Regions from separate parts of the Lactuca sativa genome. Here region 2 is linked to region 1. A link is a contact called in public Hi-C data. All regions are on one chromosome and are shown on one strand. Each heading gives the region's core, a stretch centred on a gene start, on an enhancer-like site or on the middle of the called end of the contact. The rest is flanking DNA. Distances are from core to core; before and after follow the strand shown.

Region 1 (4,727 bases), core at 2,079-4,578:
ATTTTGGGCCTCCACGATGAAACCTAGTTGTTGAAATATGGATCTCTACACAAAAGGTTAGGTGTTAAAACATTTGTCCATCAAAAATATTGTTTATGTTTTGCAATTGACATCTCACATGGACCTTGAAGCAGATTGACATAAACCGTTCAAATGGGTGTCACCATTTTTAGTATGGATTTTGAACTCTCCAAAAACTTCACAACTCATTCATTTCTTATAAGAGGATATCTCTGTACTTGCTCATTGCCATAAGTATCAAAATTATCCTTAGTAGAGTTGTAGAAAACAATTGGTTTGTAGAGGTGCAACAAATAATCTTATTTAAAAATATATAATCTTAGACTTTGTCTTTGATGGAGTTGAAGAAGGCAATTCAATATATCAAATAATCTTATTTAGATAACGTAGAACATGGACTTCGAAACTCCAAATTCTCAATTAACACAGCTTAGGTTAACCATCCCAAATGCAATAGTTGTTTGTCTCTTAACCATCATTTTTAGTTGGAATCATTTAAAAATGTATAACGCACATAAAGAAAGAATTCCAAAAGATAAAAGAAGAGTTGTTAGATTTGGATCGAATCATATCTGATAGAGTCCAATTCCTCTGTTCAAAGCACCTAATCATGTCGTTTTCCAGAAACCAGCTTTCAATTTGGTTCTTGGGTCGAGATTTTTTTTTTTTTTTTTCAAACTTGTCTTGTACGATAACAACTTCCAAACTTCAGATAAGACTATTTTTTATTGCTATTTTCAAATTAAAAACGCAAAAACTATGGAAAATTAATTTGTGCATAAAATCTTCACCATATTTAAGCCGCCTAGTTGAAAACACCAATACTAAACAGCCAGTGAAGACAGGTTTTCACACCAACTTGATACTACTACACACCTCAATGTCTGAAAATTGCACTATTAAAGTTCGATAATAAACCAGCAATAACAACATAAACACCAAAACATTTCTCCACCCATCAATCAAAACCCTAAACACAGTGGGGAATGGATAGGTAGACTTTTATTTTACTTCCAACTCAAAAAACAACTTCACCTACATCCACAAAACTTACTCCACAGATGCCATGTGAACAATCAGATCAACAACACGGGAACTGCATAAAAAATAAATAAATAAACACTTCAATAAATAAAATTTATACAAAAAAAAAATCTAAAGAAAACATAAGAAAGAAGAATAAGTACCTGTAACCCCACTCGTTGTCATACCACGAAACCAACTTCACAAAATTGTTATTCAGTGCAATTCCAGCCTTTGCATCAAATATGCTCGACCTGTTAAAATCACATAAATTCTCCACTTATTAAATTCCATTCTTTTTTAATCTTCATACAAAATATATATACACACATGTGGTCCACTTATGCCTACAAAAAACCATATAGCTTTTATAAAAGAAACAATAAAAAAAAATACCTGTTGTCACCCACAAAGTCTGTGGACACCACATCATCTTCAGTGTAACCCAAGATCCCCTTCATCTTTCCTTCAGATTCCTCCCTGATAACAAACACAAAAAACAATATTACAATTTACAACCACGAACATTCATCTATTGTCAAGATTAACAATAAAATGAAATGAAGTTTTGCTTACTTGATAGCAGCTTTGATCTCATCATAAGTTGCAGATTTTTCCAATCGAACAGTCAGATCAACAACAGAGACATCAACAGTTGGGACACGGAAAGACATTCCGGTCAACTTCCCGTTCAATGAAGGGAGGACTTTCCCTACAGCCTATCAAGATTTCCAAACATTTATCAAACTCTATGAAGAACAAAAATAGCAGTATTTGAAACTTGAGGGACTAAATAGTAAATAAATAAATACCTTAGCAGCACCAGTGCTGCTGGGAATGATGTTGAATGAAGCAGCTCTTCCACCTCTCCAGTCCTTAGCAGATGGTCCATCAACAGTCTTCTGTGTAGCTGAATCATAATCAAATCAAAATAAACTGTTAATAGAACTGAAATAAATATATATACAAAAACAATCAAGAAAAGTTACCAGTGATGGAGTGAACGGTGGTCATAAGACCCTCAACAATTCCAAATCTGTCATTTATAACCTTGGCCAGAGGGGCAAGGCAGTTAGTGGTGCAACTGGCGTTTGAAACGATGTGAAGGTCTGATTTGTATTCCTTCTCGTTCACACCAACAACAAACATGGGAGCATCCTTACTGGGGGCAGAGATGATGACCTTCTTAGCACCTCCCTAAAGATATGGGTAAAACGAGCTTATAAGAATTTTTTGAGTTTATGAAGAACATGAAAACTTTCATCTCGGAGTACACAAGAAAATGGAAGTCATGGAAGTTGTAAAATCGTGTAAGAGGATGTATACCTTCAAGTGAGCAGCGGCTTTGTCCTTGTCGGTAAAAACTCCGGTGGATTCCACGACGTACTCAGCTCCGGTCTGGGCCCATGGGATCTCTTCTGGGTTCCTTTAATAATAACAGGAGATTAATCAGCCTTATCTTGAAAACATGAATTTAACCAAAATTGAGCATGCGAGAGACGCACCTTGAACCAAAAACAGCGACGGGTTTCTCGCCGAAAAGAAGGGTTTTGTCGTCCTTAACCTTGAGTTCATGATGCTTCCATTGACCATGAACACTGTCATACTTAAACATGTATGTCTGCAATGAAATCATGATTGAAGTTAAATTCAAACTCAAAACACTATAAAATGCACGGATCTACTGTCTACTGAACTAAATTCAGAACAAGCACTAAACCGATCAGAATTTAAAACCCTAAAACCCCAGATCTACTGTAGATACAATCAGATGATCAAAATTACGAACCATGTACTCCACAGAGATAAATGGATCGTTAACAGCAACAAGTTCAACATCGTCTCTCTGCAAAGCTACTCTAGCCACCAATCGACCGATTCTTCCGAATCCTGCAAGTTAAATATACATTAAGCCACTCGAAATCGTCCCAGAAGAACAGCTGTAGACATTAAACGGTATAAAATTGTAAAGTGGATAAGATCTGGTACCGTTGATTCCGATCTTGATCTTGCCGCCTGGACAACAAAAAGAACAACAATTAAAATGAGAAAATAGAAAAGTTAGATCAAAAACACAAGAAAAAGAAGATCGACAGGAATAATTTGATAAAAATTACTAAATTCAGCGTACCCATGACGCTTGTTGGAGAAAAAAAGTGTATTGGGAATGTGTGTTGACGATGAGAGTGAAGAAGAATGCGATGAGGAGAGGTTTCTAGAGGGTTTTAATAAGTGAGGGGGCTGGTGACCGGCCAAGCCGGTGTCTAGTTCTCAAGATATCCAGACCAAAAACCACAAAAATCGCATCGCCCTTGTAGGTTTATTCAATTGTTTTCGTTATTTCAAAACCTACCTAAAATAGTTTTTATTAAAATAAATAAAATATTAACAATTTCCTAAACTAACAACGAAACCATGAAGTCCAAAATGAGTCTTTAGCACCTACCTTGATGATGAAAAATGGTCTCCGCCTGCCAAATGGGCCTTGATAGATAAAAATGGTCTACAATATTTAAGCGAATTTCATTTCACTTTACAATTTTACATTATTATAAAAGTTTTACATTATTCAAAATGACTCTTAGGCATATCCAATGGTCACGTGATGTAGCTTTGGTGGCGACTCAGCTACACCATGTTCGTGTAGTGCAGAGTAGAGGTGCACCAACGATCTTATTCATATCTGATGACGTTACAAATTATTAGGTTCGACTTTGATTTGAGGTTGAATCCGGTTTTAAACAATTTCCCTTACTAGTTTTTTTATTGGTTTGATTCGGTTTTGCCAGTTTAATCCGGTTTACAAACGGGAGTCTAATCCGTTTTTGAATTTGAACTATCGAACTGGTTTCAATCCGGTCAACCAAAAACGACTTTGATGAATTATTCATTGAGCAAAAAAATGATGGTTTGATTGGAGAATACGACATAAATCAGTTTCTTGACTTTAACCCATTTTGCAAAACTGAAAACGTGTTTTCTTCTGGTCGTTTTAGTTAATAGATCTCTAACCCTCTTTAAATAGTTGGATCAAATATATAAAATTTAGTTTTGATTTCATTTGTCCGTTGATAAGCGTAATGGTCGGGAAAGCAGTGGATTATGTCTAAGTGACAACCACGAGATCTTTCTAGAAGGCAATAAAGAGTAAATTACAAAAATCAAAAATTAAAGTTGTCACATTTTATAAGTGCGTCATGAAAAAATATTTTAAGGGATATTTTTGTTAGATATAAACCTTCTAGAATAAAACAGAACAATCATCTATCGGCAGCAAAAAAATTTATGATAAATTAGAATGATATAATTATACATTTTAATTATTTGTTGTTACTTTTTCCCTAGTATTACATATTTACACAATGTTATTATTTTAATACATGTAAAAAAATATGGTAAATCATATCACCCAGCATATAAGAAGTAGTCATGAAACATCAACAATACTTTAAGCATATTAGGTTTAAACCATGTATCTAATGTATGAAATTTTATGTCCCTTACATCACAATGGGGGGGGGGGGGGGGGGGGGGGGAGGGTAGGAGGAAGAGGGGGAGGGGAAGTTATTTGGATGTATGTAAATCATAATGATAATAGTTTTTCGTTATTTTTTTTAATAGCGAAATATTATTAATAGAACATCACCAAAATTTTCTAGTTGCTATTGGGGTGTTGCATGCTA
Region 2 (4,710 bases), core at 603-3,102, 520 kb before region 1:
TCACCACCAACGCGGTATACGGCTTCACTGGACTCCCGTATTGTCTTGACATGCCAAAATCACAAATCTTTAAATCACCATTGTTGTCCAAAAGCAAGTTTGATGTCTTCAAATCTCTATGAATCACCCAATTCTCATGAAGAAAAGCTAACCCTTGAAGAAGCTGGATCATGAGGCGTTTCACTTCACTTTGACTGAATGGTTGCTTTGTTTTTTCCATGTAGCCTTTGAGTTCGTGATCTATGTATTCCATAACCATGTAGATGCCATTGAAATCGTCTGTAACAACTTCCTTCATTTTTACAACTGATGGGTGTTGGAAAGATCCGAGAATTGTGATCTCACGTAATGCTGTTACAGGGAAACCTTCACGCTCTTTCCCCATTTTTACTTTCTTTAATGCGACTATTTCTCCGGTTTTTTTGTCTCTGGCTTTGTATACAACACCGTATGTGCCTTCACTTATTTTCCCTAGTCGTTCATACTCGAACACGTTTCTACAGGATGGCATCATGCTTACAGGGGATTCGATTCTTTCATAATCATCATCATCTTCTTCTTCTTCTTCATCATCAAGAGACTTGGACTGTTGATCTTCCTCAGCAGATAAACATGACATTTGTTCAATCGTATCTTCAATGTGTTCTTGCTTAAATTCACCACTTTCGGGGCTAGAATTGTTGGTGTTTGATGCCATTTGTGGGGAGTCTTTGAAAGCCCACTTTGATTTGGATAGGTTTCGTTCCTCCACATATTCTCCATCTTCTTGCTCAGGTTCTTCATCATGTTCTTCGGGTGTGTTTGTAGCCAATGAGCTTGATACTCTTGATACTCCCACTTCATCTGAAAGATTGGATACAAGAGATTCAACAGGAGAAATTTCGATCTTCGTGTCTGCAATAATATCTTCAAACTTCCCTTTGGATGGAGGAGATTGATAGGGAACAGTTTTGGTAGGAAGGATTCTGTTCTCGGAGGATATCTTCACCTGCTTCTCAGCTCTATCCCAGACAATAGGCGAGAATTTCCTTTTCTTGGTAGCGTCAGATCTTCTTGAGTTGTTTCCAGAAACATCGTCTGCTTTGTTTCTGTTTTCCAGCCCATGATGAATCGGTTGTGAAGACGTGCGACGATTGTCCCTGTCATAATCACCATCAACGTATCGATGTCTTCTTTGATCATGATCGCTAACAAAAGATCTGTGATTATATCGATTGTTATAAGAAAGAGTTTCTTCCTCGGAACGACTCGAGTAGCTTTTCCTCGAGATCTGTCGTCCTGCCGCCATAATTAGCAACACCAACAACTGATTTTAAGCAACCAAATAACAGAACAAAGAGATAAAAAGATGAAACCCTAGCGGAGATCTAAATATCCGGCTAGGCTACAGCCCCCAAAATTCAACAAATTCAATCGCTTTTCCTTTTGAAAACAAAATTTGTAACGAGAATCCCTAATTCGTAACCCCGAACAAAATCCCAAACAGAAAGCAACAGGATATTGTTCGATTCAATACAGAAAATACAAGGAAACCGAGTATCAGAAATCAATGTGAATATAGCAGATCTGTCAAATTGATTATGCGATGTATGAAATTAGACAGTCAAATCGGTGACGATCTTCGTCTTTCGAACCTCAAATTATGATTTTGTTTTTTGAGGCCGAAAATCAATCAAAGGCGATGATATTTCTTACCGGAACACGATTCTTCAGACTCCGATGAACAACGATGGTGGTAAAATGAAATCGACGGCGAATATCGATCGAGATTCGAACAGCCTAGCAACCTTATCCTTCAACAACAGCCGCCCCCAAATCGATTTCTTTTTTTGCCCTCAAATAATGTTGCTTGACAATTCAAATATACGGTGTGAAAACGCGTCTATGAGGCGGTGACCTAAGAAATTTCTTCGCTTTAGGGCTTCCGAGTTGGGCCTTTTATTAATGTATGGGTTTTGAGCCTTACAATTTTAGCTCAAACTGGGCTTAGCAACTTCTGTTTTTATATAATGATTATGAATACGGTTCACTAATATTAAGCTAGACCATCCATAGCATTAGGGATGACAACATGACCCGACGTAGTGGGGAACCCAGTTAATTCGTCCTGACCGTGGATGGGTAATCCCTATAAAACCGAGTACCGGATATGGTCGGGGATCCCTGTATGACAAAAAGTGGGGATGGGGTCGGGGTCGTGCATGCTATTACCTAACCCGCCCCGCCTCAATTATATTATACCCACATATTATTATTAGTACATTACATTATACATTGAGTATTGACACATATTATATCATATAAATATAAATATTACAGATTTTTAACTTATTTAGGCCCATGACCAAGGTTGACCCAATATGAAATTTTCAATATTTATGATACAATATAGCTTGGGATTTGGCGATGTGCCATGTGTACATGTGATGAGGCAACGAGTTGACTCCCCAAAACCCCAATCTCGAATTTGATAATTTCCTATCGCAACTAGATTTATCGCTTCTATTTGCACTTCGCGGGTGTGACATATCGAGTATCGACTACTCGATTGTCGTTCATCAATCATCATTCATCATTCATCTTTGATTCATCCCAAAATTCCTATCATTAGAGTAACACGAAATAGGTTAGTGAATTGTGAGTAGCGATGTGAGTAATGATTGACTTATTGAGTTATTGCTGACTTAATACCAGTTTATAAGTCATCATTCTTTATCTCGTTTAATTTTCCTTTGTCATTACAAATTTAGGATTGACTTCTCATAATGTCATATGTTTAATTTTACTTATGTGCAAGTTAGTGATCAACTAATCATCTGTTCAACCTCTGAATGTTTACGATTTTGGACGATGATGCTGAAGTATACGAGGCAAGGACCCTAGGATGCAACGGAGTATACGAGGCAAGGACCCTAGGATGCAGAAATATCTAGACATTGTCCGTAATTTAGCCAACATGTAACACCCAGGATTTTGAAAGCCAAGAAAGTAAAGGAAACCCTAAATTTAAGAGGGACTCGACGAGTCAAAGGAAGGACTCGGCGAGTCGGAGCGGGATCCGGGTCGATAAGAAAGTGACCAACTCGACGAGTCGGCCAAGTGGACTCGGCGAGTCTGGTCTGTGCGAGGAAAACCCTAAATCCGGGGCTTGGAGCCTATTTAAGCATCTTAATCTTCTTCCTAGGGCTCCTTTACAGTCTCTTGCACCCAGAACGCCGCACCTTAAGCCCCCATTGTGTTCAATCTAGCTTCTAGCCATTTTTGAGTGGGTTTAAGGAAGAAGAAGGAGTGGGAATCCTTGAAGCATCAGGGAGTGGCTTTGGATCTGTGGTTTGGGAAGCATTTCAGAGCATTGGAAGGTATCAATTCGTTTCTCTCCTCCATATTTTCCCTTGGTTATGAGTTTTGGGGCTTTTAAGCCATGTTTAAGACCAATCTTGAGCTTGAGGTCCAGATCTGAGGTTGCTACCTCAGATCCATGTTTATTTTGGTATGTAATCCCATAAAGTATCAGCCATTGGGGTGGAAATTGGAGTTTCTTGGTTCTAAACCCTAGCTATGGATGTATTTTGCCTAGATCTCACTCTTTACACGTAAAGGTTGCAACTTTACGTGGGAAAGAGGCTTGGGGAGGGTGGATCTATAGTTTGAAGCTCATGCATGACTCGGAAGTCCTCTGCATGTAAGTGGATCTTAGTGGACTCGACGAGTCCTTCGAGTGGACTCGGCGAGTAGCTTGAAGATGATGAGGAACTCGACGAGTGGGATGAACAGCTCGTCGAGTCGGATGAAGATGGGCATGAACTCGGCGAGTTGGATGAACAACTCGTCGAGTTGGATGAAGTTTGTCGTGTGCTCGGCGAGTCTGTTCTTAGACTCGGCGAGTCAGGTCGAGTGATCCCAAACCCTTCGAGTTAAGACTCGAGTCAGCGAGTCGAGCCAGGACTCAGTGAGTTGGTCAGGACAGGAATCGAGAACCAGTAAACTCGGCGAGTCAGGGGCTGACTCGGCGAGTAGAGTCGCGAGTGGAAGGACTCTGGATTTATGGACTCGGCGAGTCAGCAGGGTGACTCGGCGAGTAGGGTTGACCTGGAGGGTTGACTTTGATCAGGACATCGACTTTGACCAGAGTTGACTTGGTTAACCTTTGGAAGTCAGTTAGACTAAGTGTTGGGTTGTTGTTGGTAGCTCGGGGAGCTAGCGGAGCAGCAATTCGGAGTTAGCGGTCAGGTAGCGGTCGAAGGGGTTAGCAGCGGCAGTTCGGCAATATCAGGTGAGTTTCCCTTTGTATGAATGGGTCTACGGCCACAATGCCGGCCCATGTAGTTACGAGTAGAAGACCCGGGGGTTAGCCCTAGGCACAGTACGCTAGTATGATATTTGGACGAGGTCCAATGACAGAGGGCGGGTGCCCAAGGAGCAGTTTATGTGATAGTTTATACTTGTTGTCTGTGTGATACTTGTATGTGCCTGGTAGGGAGGTGAGTGAGGGCGAGGTCCCGTATCTCACCAATAGCAGAGTGTGGATGGTGTTCCACATCTCAGTAGCAGCAGAGCAGGGGCGAGGCCCAAGTTAGGAAAGGAGTGAGGGTGGGCTGGGCCCGTACCTCACTATCAGCAGGAGAATGGGCGAGGTCCCATGACTCATCAGTAGCAGGACTCGGGCGGGGCCCAGAGATAGGCGAGGCCTTAGAGTAAGAGTTGTTAGTA

The links. Hi-C and Micro-C count contacts between places; a contact is called where the count stands out from the background.
Region 2: a Hi-C map of leaf shows a contact between it and region 1, with 7 times the contacts expected there. The contact joins the promoter of LOC111877342 here to the promoter of LOC111878875 in region 1. A contact is called at or near these places in 3 of 4 Hi-C or Micro-C datasets (leaf and seed).

Annotation. Positions count from the first base shown.
Region 1 is chr4:132,985,019-132,989,745 of Lsat_Salinas_v11, reverse strand. It overlaps LOC111878875 (glyceraldehyde-3-phosphate dehydrogenase, cytosolic), which reads right to left and starts at 3,328. Exons shown (of 11, transcript XM_023875356.3): 1 at 3,176-3,328; 2 at 3,034-3,060; 3 at 2,834-2,934; 4 at 2,550-2,665; 5 at 2,371-2,470; 6 at 2,034-2,241; 7 at 1,857-1,954; 8 at 1,621-1,763; 9 at 1,441-1,524; 10 at 1,209-1,298; 11 at 729-1,117. The coding sequence starts at 3,179. The coding sequence ends at 1,072.
Region 2 is chr4:133,508,140-133,512,849 of Lsat_Salinas_v11, reverse strand. It overlaps LOC111877342, which reads right to left and starts at 1,852. Exons shown (of 1, transcript XM_023873863.3): 1 at 1-1,852. The coding sequence starts at 1,288.